Regions from separate parts of the Mus musculus genome. Here all the other regions are linked to region 4. A link is a contact called in public promoter capture Hi-C data. All regions are on one chromosome and are shown on one strand. The core of a region is the stretch at or near the end of the contact, and the rest is flanking DNA. Distances in the headings are between cores, read along the strand shown.

Region 1 (2,700 bases), core at 102-2,601, 1.1 Mb after region 4:
TCACAAATCAACAGGTAATAAGTTAGTAAAAAATGGAAAAGCCTAATTCAGGAAAGATAGTTTTAATATGTACAACATTCTGCAAGACGCACATTCACACTCTCCCTCTTTTATAATAGGGTGACCCCAAAAAAAGTTACAAATTACCTTCTCTAGATTTATATTTGAAAATAAAATTGAAAACAAATTCTGATTTCAGAAATGGACATATTCAAACCTATTAGTGTCTGAATTCAGAAACTTCACTGCCCTAAGGCAAAAACATAGGATTTTTAAATTATGTCAAAAGCACCATTAATACAGAACTTTAACAAGTTTGTAGGAACTTATATGACTAGTCAATTAACCTAAAGAAATTACAGATTAAAAAGTACCAGCTTCACTACACAGCAGGCAAGTTAAAGGTCAACAAAGGAGCATTCGCTGATTAGTCATGCCAGAAATATTGTTAGAATCACTCCCATTAGAACTATCATTAAAAGTATGAGAAAGACAAGCATCAAGGGTTAAGTACAACACAATTTCCAACTTAGTTCAGTGAATACATAAGTTGAGATAAAATGATACAGAAACCAATTATACTACCAAGAACATCATTTCCAATGCACTTTGTGAACAGCTATAGGAATGAGGAATACCACTTCCTTTCTGGGTGTGGAGGGAGCCAAGCGAGGGGCTAGCTAAGTGGCTGTGCTGGGCAGGATGATCAGGATCATATGGGTGGCATTATCTGAAGTCACAACTGCCCCACTGCACGTTGAGCCCTGCGTAAGCAAAGGAAGAGGAGGCAGCTCCGTTTTCCAACCCACTGCTTTTCAGTCCCTGAGTTGAAGTTACTGATTATGCAAATCCAAAATGACACAGGTCTTTCCCTGAACCCCTTCATTCTGTGACGTACCATCAACACCATCTGCAGTTTCGCTTTCTTCTTCCTCTTCTTCTAGCATTTCAAAAGGAGTCATTATATCATAGAGAAATGAGAGGAAACCATAAAACCAATCTGAACTCTCCTCCGCTAAAATAGTAAGGACTTCCTCAAGAGAATCAATATTTTCATTACTGCCATCTTTGGTCAGGCCTACATAAGAATAAAGGAAGAGAGAAAGAGAAAACAAGAAGAGCAGTTAGGTGGAAAAAGTTAAGCTTAGGCAGAGTGATCTCAAAAGGGGGGCGTATCATGGTCCCAGGTTTACAGAAAGGTAATGCGGAGAATACAGAGACCGGTACGAAGCACACCTCCAAGTCAGGCTTCAGTCCACCCAGCAAACCTCACGCTCCTCCCAGCTCATGAGCAGATCATCTTTTTCCTACTACAGTCTTGGGCAGGAAACCCTGCAGAGTATCAGCACACTCTGCAGACAGTGATAGGAGAAAGTGATACAGAGGGCAAAGCAAACACTTCCGACAGCCTCCCAATCTGCACACTGATGAGCCAGACCTGATCATACGCCCTGGAGTAAACTGCAGGTGCTCCGGAGTACATAAGCCAGCGGATTACAGCCTGCAGCATCTCATCTGGTATCCAGACGCTCAAATATGGTCATTCATATCAAACGCCTAACTCAGTTAGTGCTATACACTCTTACAACTTGTTCAAGGCCTTGTAAGTTAGAATGAGCTGATAAGAGTCCTCTCTGCCTACCTAGAAGAACCCCGAGGAAGGCTGAGAAGGCTCTAGCAGCCACTGGCAGGGGGGGTAGGGATAGGGGACAACCCTGACCCCTCTTCCTCTTGCCCATGAAAGAAGGCATTCTTACTGCAAAGATTCTTGTTCTCTGCTGTTTTCTAAGCACTGCTCCCAAACAGGACCCTCTGAATAGAAGAAATAAAGAGGTAAATTATTATGACCGTCTCCAGTGGGAAATGACCCGAAGTAGGGAAAGACCCTTGAGATGTAAAGTCAGTTCCCTATACACTGAAAGGCCCCAGAATTTGAGGAAGAAAAGCAGGTGGTAGTTATGACAGGAAGAAATATGTGCATCAGAATCTCCAGCGCCTTCGTAACCAAAGCCGGGTCATTTCAGGTCATTTACAACACAACTTCTCCATGTACCACAACTACCAGCAATACCGACATACAAGAGATAACAGAATCCTGGCTACCTGTCAAGCTTACAGTGAACTTCTCTGCTATTGTCAACTGAAGAACAGGCCCTATCAGTTTCCACATGTGAGGAGAGAGGAAAGACACAAACTGCAGTCAGTATTTAATCAGTTTTTGACAAGTCCCGGGCTTTTTCATTTAACTTGAGTCTCCCAATGCTATGAACAGAGATCTGCATTTCCACCCAAGACCTGTGAGAACGATACTTCTCCCCACCCTAAATACTACCACCGTGTATTTAGAGAAAACCCTTGCTGTGTTTCATTATCCTCTGTGCTCTAAGTGCTTCCTATTACTACATATAAAATAAGAAACTTCCGAGCTTCAGCATGGCAAGTGGCACTGAGCAGCAAACATTTGGACAATGACCTACCTACACGGCCTAGAGTTGTGTGTGTCCTGTATATGGATGTATATATTTGTGTGTGTGTCCTGTATATATTTGTGAACATCACATACTTGTGTGTGTGCATATGTGGTGTCAGAAGTTTCTGTCAAGCATCTTCTTCATGACCCAGCACTGAGCCTGGGAGGCCTTGAGGTTCACAGTGAGTTTGCCTTGAATGTGGGAGCCCAGGTAGGTGCCGAGTGAAGCA
Region 2 (2,700 bases), core at 9-2,508, 1.1 Mb after region 4:
ACAAACATAAACAATAACAAAAGAAAACAAGACAAAAAACCTTACCTTCTGAGATTATGCTGGAATCATCTATGGTGTTATCTAGGAAAATAAATGAATAAGCCAATCACATTACATTAACTCTTGCTCCACTTAGATCAGTGACTCTCAGCCTCCCCAATGCTATGACCCTTTAATATAGCCCATGTTGCCATGACCCCCAACCACGGAAGTATTTTCATTGCTACTTCTCAACTGTAATTTTGCTACTAGAATGAATTATTTCTGATGGTTTTCAATGACCCCTGTGAAAGGGTCATTTGACACACAAGGGAGTCACAAACCTCAATGACCCCTGTGAAAGGGTTACTTGACACACAAGGGAGTCACAAACTGCAGGTTGAGAACCAATGACTTAGATACCTAAAGTGGCTAATATCCACTCAGAAAGTGTTATCTAGGCTGGATCTCCTTATGGGACACTCCCATAAAGAGTCTTTACTTATTCCACAAAATCCACTTTAATGCTAAATTGTATTCAAAAGTTTAATCTCACTCCTGCTGACATAAAATAAATATTGAATAAATATAAAATGTATAGTTCATTACTGGTTGCAAGTGCTGTGCTGTTTTATGCAAGGGCCTAGAGTATCTTTGGATTTTGATATCTGTTGGCCATCCTAGCAGCAAATTCCTGGCAGAAACCATGTTTGACAACTCCTAAATACTTATTCCTACTCTCTGTTCCACAGCTACGCAGTTACTATAGGAAAAACTCACCTGAAATCGCGACCCCTTCATGCTCTGAGGGTTCATATACTATGAAGTAAATAGAAAACAGAAATCATGCAGCACTGAGTAAAAATAAGGACAGACAGTGTCCTACAGGCTTGCCTTATTTCATTTATAAACATTTTAAGCCTCAGGCTTACTCACTAACAATGTAGATTACAGGGCAGGGACAGGAGTATTTGGCTAAATGCTATAAAACAAGCCATCTGGGCTCACATTTTAGCTAGTGGGTAGCCATGGGAGATGGAAGTTTCATGTTCTCCTTCCCTTACAGGGGCAAGTATAAGTTCCTCCCATAATCACTGTTAGCGAGATCTGCTGATGACTTAACAGGGAGTCTCCTTTCCTGGTTTTCCAGTCTGTGTGCGCTCTCCCCTGCTAATTATCCCAGGATCCCAGTTTTGCCAGGCAGTCTTTAGTTTGCACAGTGATTGGGTTGGAGACAAACACCCCTGCTGGTACCCTCTCAGCAGGAACTGGCTGACAGAACCTTTAATTTACCATGGTAACCAGGGCCCAGGGGACTGGAGTTTCTGTGCTCTGATGCAAAGGCTGGTGTCCCATGGCTCGCTCCCACACCCCCACAGCCCCACACAGAGCGGCAGGAAATCTCCTTAGTCAACTGACCTTCGAAAAAGCTTCCAGTATTTGGTACACCAGAACCAAACCTTCTGGCCCGCCTCCGTGGTAATACATCTTACCAAAATGTATTATAATGCAATGATACATTAACAAAGAACTGTTTTTGAATATTGATGTTAGACATATTCTTTTAGACATTATTCTTGATATTAGAGTACAATCATGTCAGTGAGCCGTTAGCATTAAACACGTACAAATCAACCTCCCTTGGCAGATCCCAGAAGCAAACTGTCACTCCTTTCCTCTCCTCAACCCACACATCTGCCTGAAAAGGAGCCCAGGAGAAGGGCAGGGACAAGCCTTACCCAGGGTACTCCTAAGCTCAGCCTTCCGGGTCTCAGCAGCAGGTCTCTCTCCACCCCCGCCCTGGGTGTGCAGGGCTCCCTTTCCTCGTCCTCAGCCTTCCCCATTGGCCAGTTCTTTTTTCAGTAGGCAACAGAAATGTGCCCTCAGACTCAGGACCTATCCCCAACCCCTGACCCCTGACCCCTGACCTCACCGTCCTCTCCTTACAAGATTCACAGTCTGGCTCCAATTACCTGCTAGTGCCCAGGAGTCCCATGGAGCCCTGGACTCCACTGCAAGCTGAACACCAGCAAATGGCTTCTCTGGTCTCACCTCTTGGGTGGCTCAAAGCACCCCCACTACCAGTTTGTAAGAAACTGGGTCCAAGGTCTCTCTGCCTCCCAGTTTCTCTTTTCTTAGAGGAAAAAAATCTAATATCCATTAAGCCTGCAGGAGTCAGAGTTGCCAGCATCTTGTTCTCCCACTCGCTTTCCACATAAATGCAGCAAACCCTAACAATTTGACCCTCTAGACATTTCTCAGACACCTTCGCCACCCTCCACCTTTGCTGGCAATACCCTGGTTTCCTGGCATAAACTGCCACCATTGCCATCCAATCCGTCCACTGAAACACTCATTAAACTATGAAGAATGCAGACTTGACTTCACATTGCCCTGTGTGGCACCCCAAGATGGAGATAATGTCCTTGACTTCGCCTACACATGGATCAAAGGGTCTTCTTAACTTCATTCCTCTTTCTCCCCAGAGAATCCATAAACAGATGTTACCAAGCACCCTCATCTCCAGGCATTTAATCCACACGCCAGCATGCATCAATTATTAAAGACTTGCCACGCAATGAACTGGCTCTCACAAGCACCTGTCAAAGTAGCAGAAGGCTGCACTGGAATGATTGCCTGACTTCCTCTTCCTGCTATATTATAGAGTCCATAAGGACGCCAAACACATGGCCCTTCATTGCAGCTACAGCAGCCATTTGT
Region 3 (2,700 bases), core at 155-2,654, 1.6 Mb before region 4:
GGCAATGACAATTTCTCTATGAAAGATTCCAAAATATGACTAATCTAGTATAAGATGCTTGTCTGGATGCTTCATTTGCTATCACACCTACCTTAACAGAATTCAGCTACTAGTACAGAACTGACAAAGGCATTTCAGAAGTGACCAAGTCAAAGAATCAAAGCCAGAAGAAACTGCCCTAATTAAATCACAATATAGACATGGGAGGAGCAACTGAGAATAACTGACTTGTCTGCAGCAGCTACTTGCATTTCACTCTGATGAAACAGTTTAGAGGATCAGGAGTCTCACTCCATGATGACATAAACCCATATACCTGTTCTGGACTACAGAGCTCTAAAGTAAGTCTATGTGCTTAAAGATACATATATCTACAACACACACACACACACACACACACACACACACACACGCACACATGCATACACACACAGAAAAACCCAGTCTTTTTAGCAGAGCTATTACTTGGCTTAAACCATGGATGGGGTATGACTCTGTAGTAACATGGCTATTTTTCAAACAAGCATAGTAGAATTTAACAATAGACATGACTTTTCAAAGTAAAGGTTTCTTTAGACAATTCTTATGAATTCAATTGTCTGACAAATCCTGTTTTAGAATTACCTTCTTGGGTGTTTGCAAAATTGTTAAGGATTTAATAAATTTAAAATCAAATCAATCAGATGTATGCTAATATAGGAGTATGTTATATGGAATCCATAACTTTATCTAAAAAACCTTCTGACTCTGTTATATTCTTGAATATTTTCCTATTACTGTACTACAGGCAAAAACCAAAAAAACTAAAAAACAAAACAAAAATCTCAAAATTAAATGTAGTAAATAGACAAGCTCATTTATTAGGCAGTAGGCCAACCTCACAAAATATTGTCAACTAAATAACAAAGCTAATTTTTGAATACTTTATGACTTGAAAAATCCTTCTTTATGGACAATTACAGTAGAGCTGTTCTCAATGTCCTTCAAACTAGGGCAACACTTTCATGGCTATTGCATGGTGTTACTTGGAACCTTGAATCTCTGAGATGGTTGCAGTGTGTGCAGGTAACTTGTGACTTCCTTCCAACAACAGAAGCTCGAGGCTCAGGCACACCTGAACAATTACATTACACCTCTAACCAAGCAGAACAGCTCTTTTTCTTTCTTTCTCATTTGCGTATGGTACTGGGGTTCTGCAAGGACCACATAGGTAAGAATGGAGTCTTGGTTAATCATGTGAAACTGATGGATGCTGGCACTCAGGCCTGAATTCACTTAAATTCTGATACCAAATACAGTATAGAGGGACTGAAACTTGTGAATGGATACTTCCTGTCTGCTCATGGCACTGAACCCCAAGGGATGCCCTAAACCATAAGACTTAAAACCACAAAATACATTCTTCCTTTTTTCTGTTCTCTTTTCTCTTTTGGGGCCTACCAAATCCTCTCTGTACACAGCTATTTCCTTGAGCTGATATTGGCTGAACACTTAGAAACCACAGAATTATGTTGAGAGGTTAACACTCATTCCACGATAAAACTGTGTGGCTGTGTCATATGCGGAAATTGCCGGTATTGTTAAAGCTTCAGAGGGAGGAGTGAAGGTCACTTTCTTTTTTATGGCATTAGGCACATGGGCTTGGAGGGTGTTGGTGGATGGCAGCCACCAACTGTGTATGAAGCAACGGTGCTGCCAAAACTGTGAATAATTAACAGATCTGAAAATATAAATAGATGAAACCAATGGCACGTTTGCCAGGAGGGTTGACCATCACAACTTGGCTTCCCAAGGGCAAGTTTCTTCAAGAGCACCATTTCCCACCTGTCCCAGGCTGACTATGGAAAGTTGAGGGTGTATTTTGGTTTGGTTATTTTGTTTCATTTTATCCATATTGGTATAGGCTAAGGCAAAGTGTCTGTGAGGCAGACACAGGGCAGATGAACGAGTATTTGTAACACTTGATATTCAAACCCTTTGGGATAGAACATTTTATGCTTGAAAATATTTTCACTGGATATATGTACAGCCCCCTTTCACCTAGAACTGTTGATAAAAATAAGTCTTTTTTTATTGTGCTGTAATAGAGTATTCTAAAACTCTACACCTGAACTCTCTCAAAATACAACCCGTTTTCTTCTTAATACACATAGCAGAGCATGAAAACCATGTGTTAGCTGCATGATGAACTGGCAAGCCACAGTTTTGATTTCTTCCTTCCTTCTTTCCTTCCTTCCTTCCTTCCTTCCTTCCTTCCTTCCTTCCTTCCTTCCTTCCTTCCTTCTTTCTTTCTTCCTTTCTTTCTTTTGGTCATAGGACCATTTGGTTCTGCACATAATATTCTTCTGAGGAAAATGGTATACATTCACCTTTGAACTGAATTATTTTATGGTAATTAAGTGGATTTGACTCTCACCATTTTCCTGCCTTTAGGGTAAGACTTCATCTCAGTTTTCCTGTATAATTTCATTCGTTTTTCAGCTGCTTGCTTTCTATTCCTACTTCTATATGGTTTTGCTTTCTTAATTTCTACTTCTTTAGTTGCCCACAGATATGTGTTTTCTTCGTTATTCCAATGAGCTATATTTAGAAGCTAATATGCTACATTCCTTTAAAATACTTGAGTTTCAACTCCCCAGTACCCATATGTTATTTTCTATGTCTATATGATGTGGTAATAAAAGAGTTTTCAAAAACGTC
Region 4 (2,700 bases), core at 130-2,629:
CACCCAGAAAAGATGACTTGAGTGAAGTCCCTTAGGCAAAACAGCCTCAAGCCTGAAGCACCCGGGGAAGGTCCCAAAGACCAGTGAACCCCATTTTTTTCAGTTGCTTTTCACATCAAGTTCCTGAGCCTTTAGCAAACCACCTCCCTAGTAATGAAGAAAAACCTAGTGAGGTCCTGCTTGTCAGTTGTGCAAATGAAGTAGCAACCAACTTCAGTCATCCTAGCATGGTACCATCAACTATAATCACAGAATGGTTGATTCCCAAGGGAAGGGATGACAGTCAGCAGGAGGCTGGCCACGAAAGCCACAAAAGCCCACTCATTCCTCCTCCAGCAACAGAAGAGAGATGGAAGCATTAAATCAGCTTCCTTACACAACTCTTAAATTTCCTGAACAGATCCACGAACATCATTCTGCTATATTCTCTCTGTTTCTCTGTCTCTCTCACTTTGTGTGTGTGTTTCTCCTTCTATTGTGGTTTCCAGAGAATGAACTCAAGACAGGCTTGCATGGCAAGTGCTTTTATCTGTACATTTTGGGGACACACTTTTTTTTAGATAGGGTCTCATGCTTGACCCCTCAGTGTTGTAAAGAATGACCCAGAATTCCTGATCCTCCTGCCTCTATCTCCCAAGTGCTGAGATTATAAATGCATGGCTTACTTGTAGTAACCTTTGTCCTTTTGATAGTCACTTTCTTGTAAGTGGGCTCTCTAGAAAACTGTTTCAGATAGTAAACTAACTCTGTCCTCCACCTTCTTTAAAATCTGGGCTTTTAAAGAACTGGGTTTGCCTCTAGTTGGCAGCACTGGCAATATATACAGAATATATTCAAAGGCAAAAGTACCTTCAAACTGCATGCACACACATATGTTTTTTACTAATTCCATCATGTCATACCAGGTATTTCCTTTCATGTTGCTTCTGTATTTATTTCAGTTTTTCGTACAATACATACACAAAACATGATTAAGCCATATATTGTACACATTACACCTATACACAACATTGCACTTAGAATCCTGGTCTGATAAACAGCATGCAAATGTATATTTACTTCAATATTTATACAGTTGGGTTTTTTTTTACATCTTTTTAAGAGCGACATAACAGCATTATAGGGACATACCACGATTACACACACACACACACACACACACACACACACACACACACACACACACACACAGAGAGAGAGAGAGGGCGGCGACTGAACCTAGCAGGCTCCGTTTCCTCGCGACTCCCCGAGCCCCGGCCTGGTAGGCGGGGCTCCGGGGTAGGCGGGACTCCGACCGGAGGGCGCGGCCGCGGCTCCTCCCCTCTCCTCCGGCGGCGCAGGCGGCGGCAGCACTTCCGGGTCGGCGCGGAGGCGGGGCGGAGGCGCCGCGGCTGTTATTGTTCCGAAGGGCTGGGCCGCTGTGCTCCGCGCTCGGCGCTGTCAGTTCGTCCCGCTGCCCCTCGGCCTTTGCTGCTGGCTCTGACGGCGACCGACGGCGGGCGGGGCCCGGGTTCGCGGCCGAGCGGCGCCGGTGAGGGCGCGGAGGAGGCGCACAGCGGGAGGAGGAGCCGTGAGCCTGGCACGGAGCGGCCGCGGCCATGGCGTACGCCTATCTCTTCAAGTACATCATCATCGGCGACACAGGTGAGGCCGGCGGCGGGCCGGGGGCGACCGGGGCGGGCAGGCGGGGCAAACGGCGGCGGCGGCGCCGAGCGGCGCGGGTCGGGGGCGCAGCGCCTCCCTTCCTCCCATCCTCCCTCGGTCCCCTGGCCGCCGCTCCATTTCCGCAGTGCTGGCGCTGGTGACGTGGGCGCTGCGAGCGGCCGCGGCCTGCCTGGGCCTTCCTTCCCTGCTCCGCCCGGGCCCGCTGCAGCCAGGCCCGCGGCAGCCGTTTGCCACTTCCCGGAGAGTGTGACAGCAGCACGGCCGTCCCCGGGGGGCCCCCGCCTCGACTGTCTCCGCGGCCCGGGGAGAGAGAGGGAAGTCGAACGAATTGGAGCGTGACGGGCCCCGGTCCAGATTTTTCTCCCTGGTCCCACCTCCCCGACCTGCACGCTTCCGTCTAGGCCCTGGCAAGGCGCACCCTGAAGTGGGACAGCCTTTTGGGGAGGAAAAAAAAAAATTAAAAAAGGAAAAGAAAAAAACCTAAATTTTTTTGGAAATATCCTCAATCTCCAAGTCCGAATAAGTGAGATCACATGACTCGATGGCAGGGCAATTCTTCTCGGGATCATTAAAGCACCATTGAGCTCTGGCGACTTTTGCCACGTGTATGCTGGCATTATTTGACTTGATAGTAATGCAAGGCAGGTCAGTGGGCTGGGTGTGAGCATACTGTGGGTATGCTGACTTACTACTGATTTTTTTTTCTTTTTTTTCGGTTTTGTCAAGTCCAGGATCACAACTGTTAATTTTCAGGTGACCTCGTGTACATTTGTAGCAAAAAAAAAAAGGAAAAAAAAGTTCCCACTTAAAAATAGCATCCTCATAAGTTTCTGAAGCAAATAAGCAAGCTGTTCATGAAATACTTTGAATACCTGCGATTTGGGCCATATTTCGAATCTAATAATAAACGTAAAGCTTATTTAGGTGTTAAAACTATTAATACACTAGAGTCTGATTTCAGTGGTGAGTGTTGCACAACCTGGACCCCTTACACAACTTTGTAAATGTAGAAGCATCTTGAGGTTGCCCTATGAT

The links. Promoter capture Hi-C pulls out the DNA fragments that hold promoters and counts their contacts.
Region 1: a contact with region 4 is called in a promoter capture Hi-C map of neutrophils, with 4 times the contacts expected there. The contact joins the enhancer-like site here to the promoter of Rab2a in region 4. A contact is called at or near these places in 10 of 39 promoter capture datasets (the 3T3-L1 cell line, 3T3-L1-derived adipocytes, the C10 cell line and 7 more) and 4 of 115 datasets of contacts at active chromatin or transcription factors (the 230-238 cell line, astrocytes and large pre-B cells).
Region 2: a contact with region 4 is called in a promoter capture Hi-C map of hippocampal neurons, with 4 times the contacts expected there. The contact joins the enhancer-like site here to the promoter of Rab2a in region 4. A contact is called at or near these places in 5 of 39 promoter capture datasets (the C10 cell line, HPC-7-derived erythroid cells, hematopoietic stem and progenitor cells and 2 more) and 1 of 115 datasets of contacts at active chromatin or transcription factors (astrocytes).
Region 3: a promoter capture Hi-C map of pre-B cells shows a contact between it and region 4, with 4 times the contacts expected there. The contact joins the enhancer-like site here to the promoter of Rab2a in region 4. A contact is called at or near these places in 5 of 39 promoter capture datasets (HPC-7-derived erythroid cells, frontonasal cranial neural crest, liver and 1 more) and 1 of 115 datasets of contacts at active chromatin or transcription factors (astrocytes).

Annotation. Positions count from the first base shown.
Region 1 is chr4:9,629,875-9,632,574 of GRCm38.p6, forward strand. All of the region lies in intron 3 of Asph (aspartate-beta-hydroxylase), which reads right to left. Among named protein-coding and RNA genes, the nearest start is that of Asph, 38 kb to the right of the region's middle. Within about 2 kb of position 1,352, at least 108 of the 459 cell types and tissues checked have an H3K27ac peak or open chromatin away from gene starts, as enhancers often do. A contact at or near this core is called in the 230-238 cell line, hematopoietic stem and progenitor cells and neutrophils, where this site is marked.
Region 2 is chr4:9,594,618-9,597,317 of GRCm38.p6, forward strand. It overlaps Asph (aspartate-beta-hydroxylase), which reads right to left. Exons shown (of 24, transcript NM_023066.3): 11 at 760-798; 12 at 46-81. Among named protein-coding and RNA genes, the nearest start is that of Asph, 73 kb to the right of the region's middle. Within about 2 kb of position 1,259, at least 43 of the 459 cell types and tissues checked have an H3K27ac peak or open chromatin away from gene starts, as enhancers often do. A contact at or near this core is called in astrocytes and hippocampal neurons, where this site is marked.
Region 3 is chr4:6,923,482-6,926,181 of GRCm38.p6, forward strand. The region is part of intron 1 of Tox (thymocyte selection-associated high mobility group box); the gene reads right to left. Among named protein-coding and RNA genes, the nearest start is that of Tox, 66 kb to the right of the region's middle. Within about 2 kb of position 1,405, at least 92 of the 459 cell types and tissues checked have an H3K27ac peak or open chromatin away from gene starts, as enhancers often do. A contact at or near this core is called in liver and pre-B cells, where this site is marked.
Region 4 is chr4:8,534,265-8,536,964 of GRCm38.p6, forward strand. It overlaps Rab2a (RAB2A, member RAS oncogene family), which reads left to right and starts at 1,380. Exons shown (of 8, transcript NM_021518.3): 1 at 1,380-1,644. The coding sequence starts at 1,599.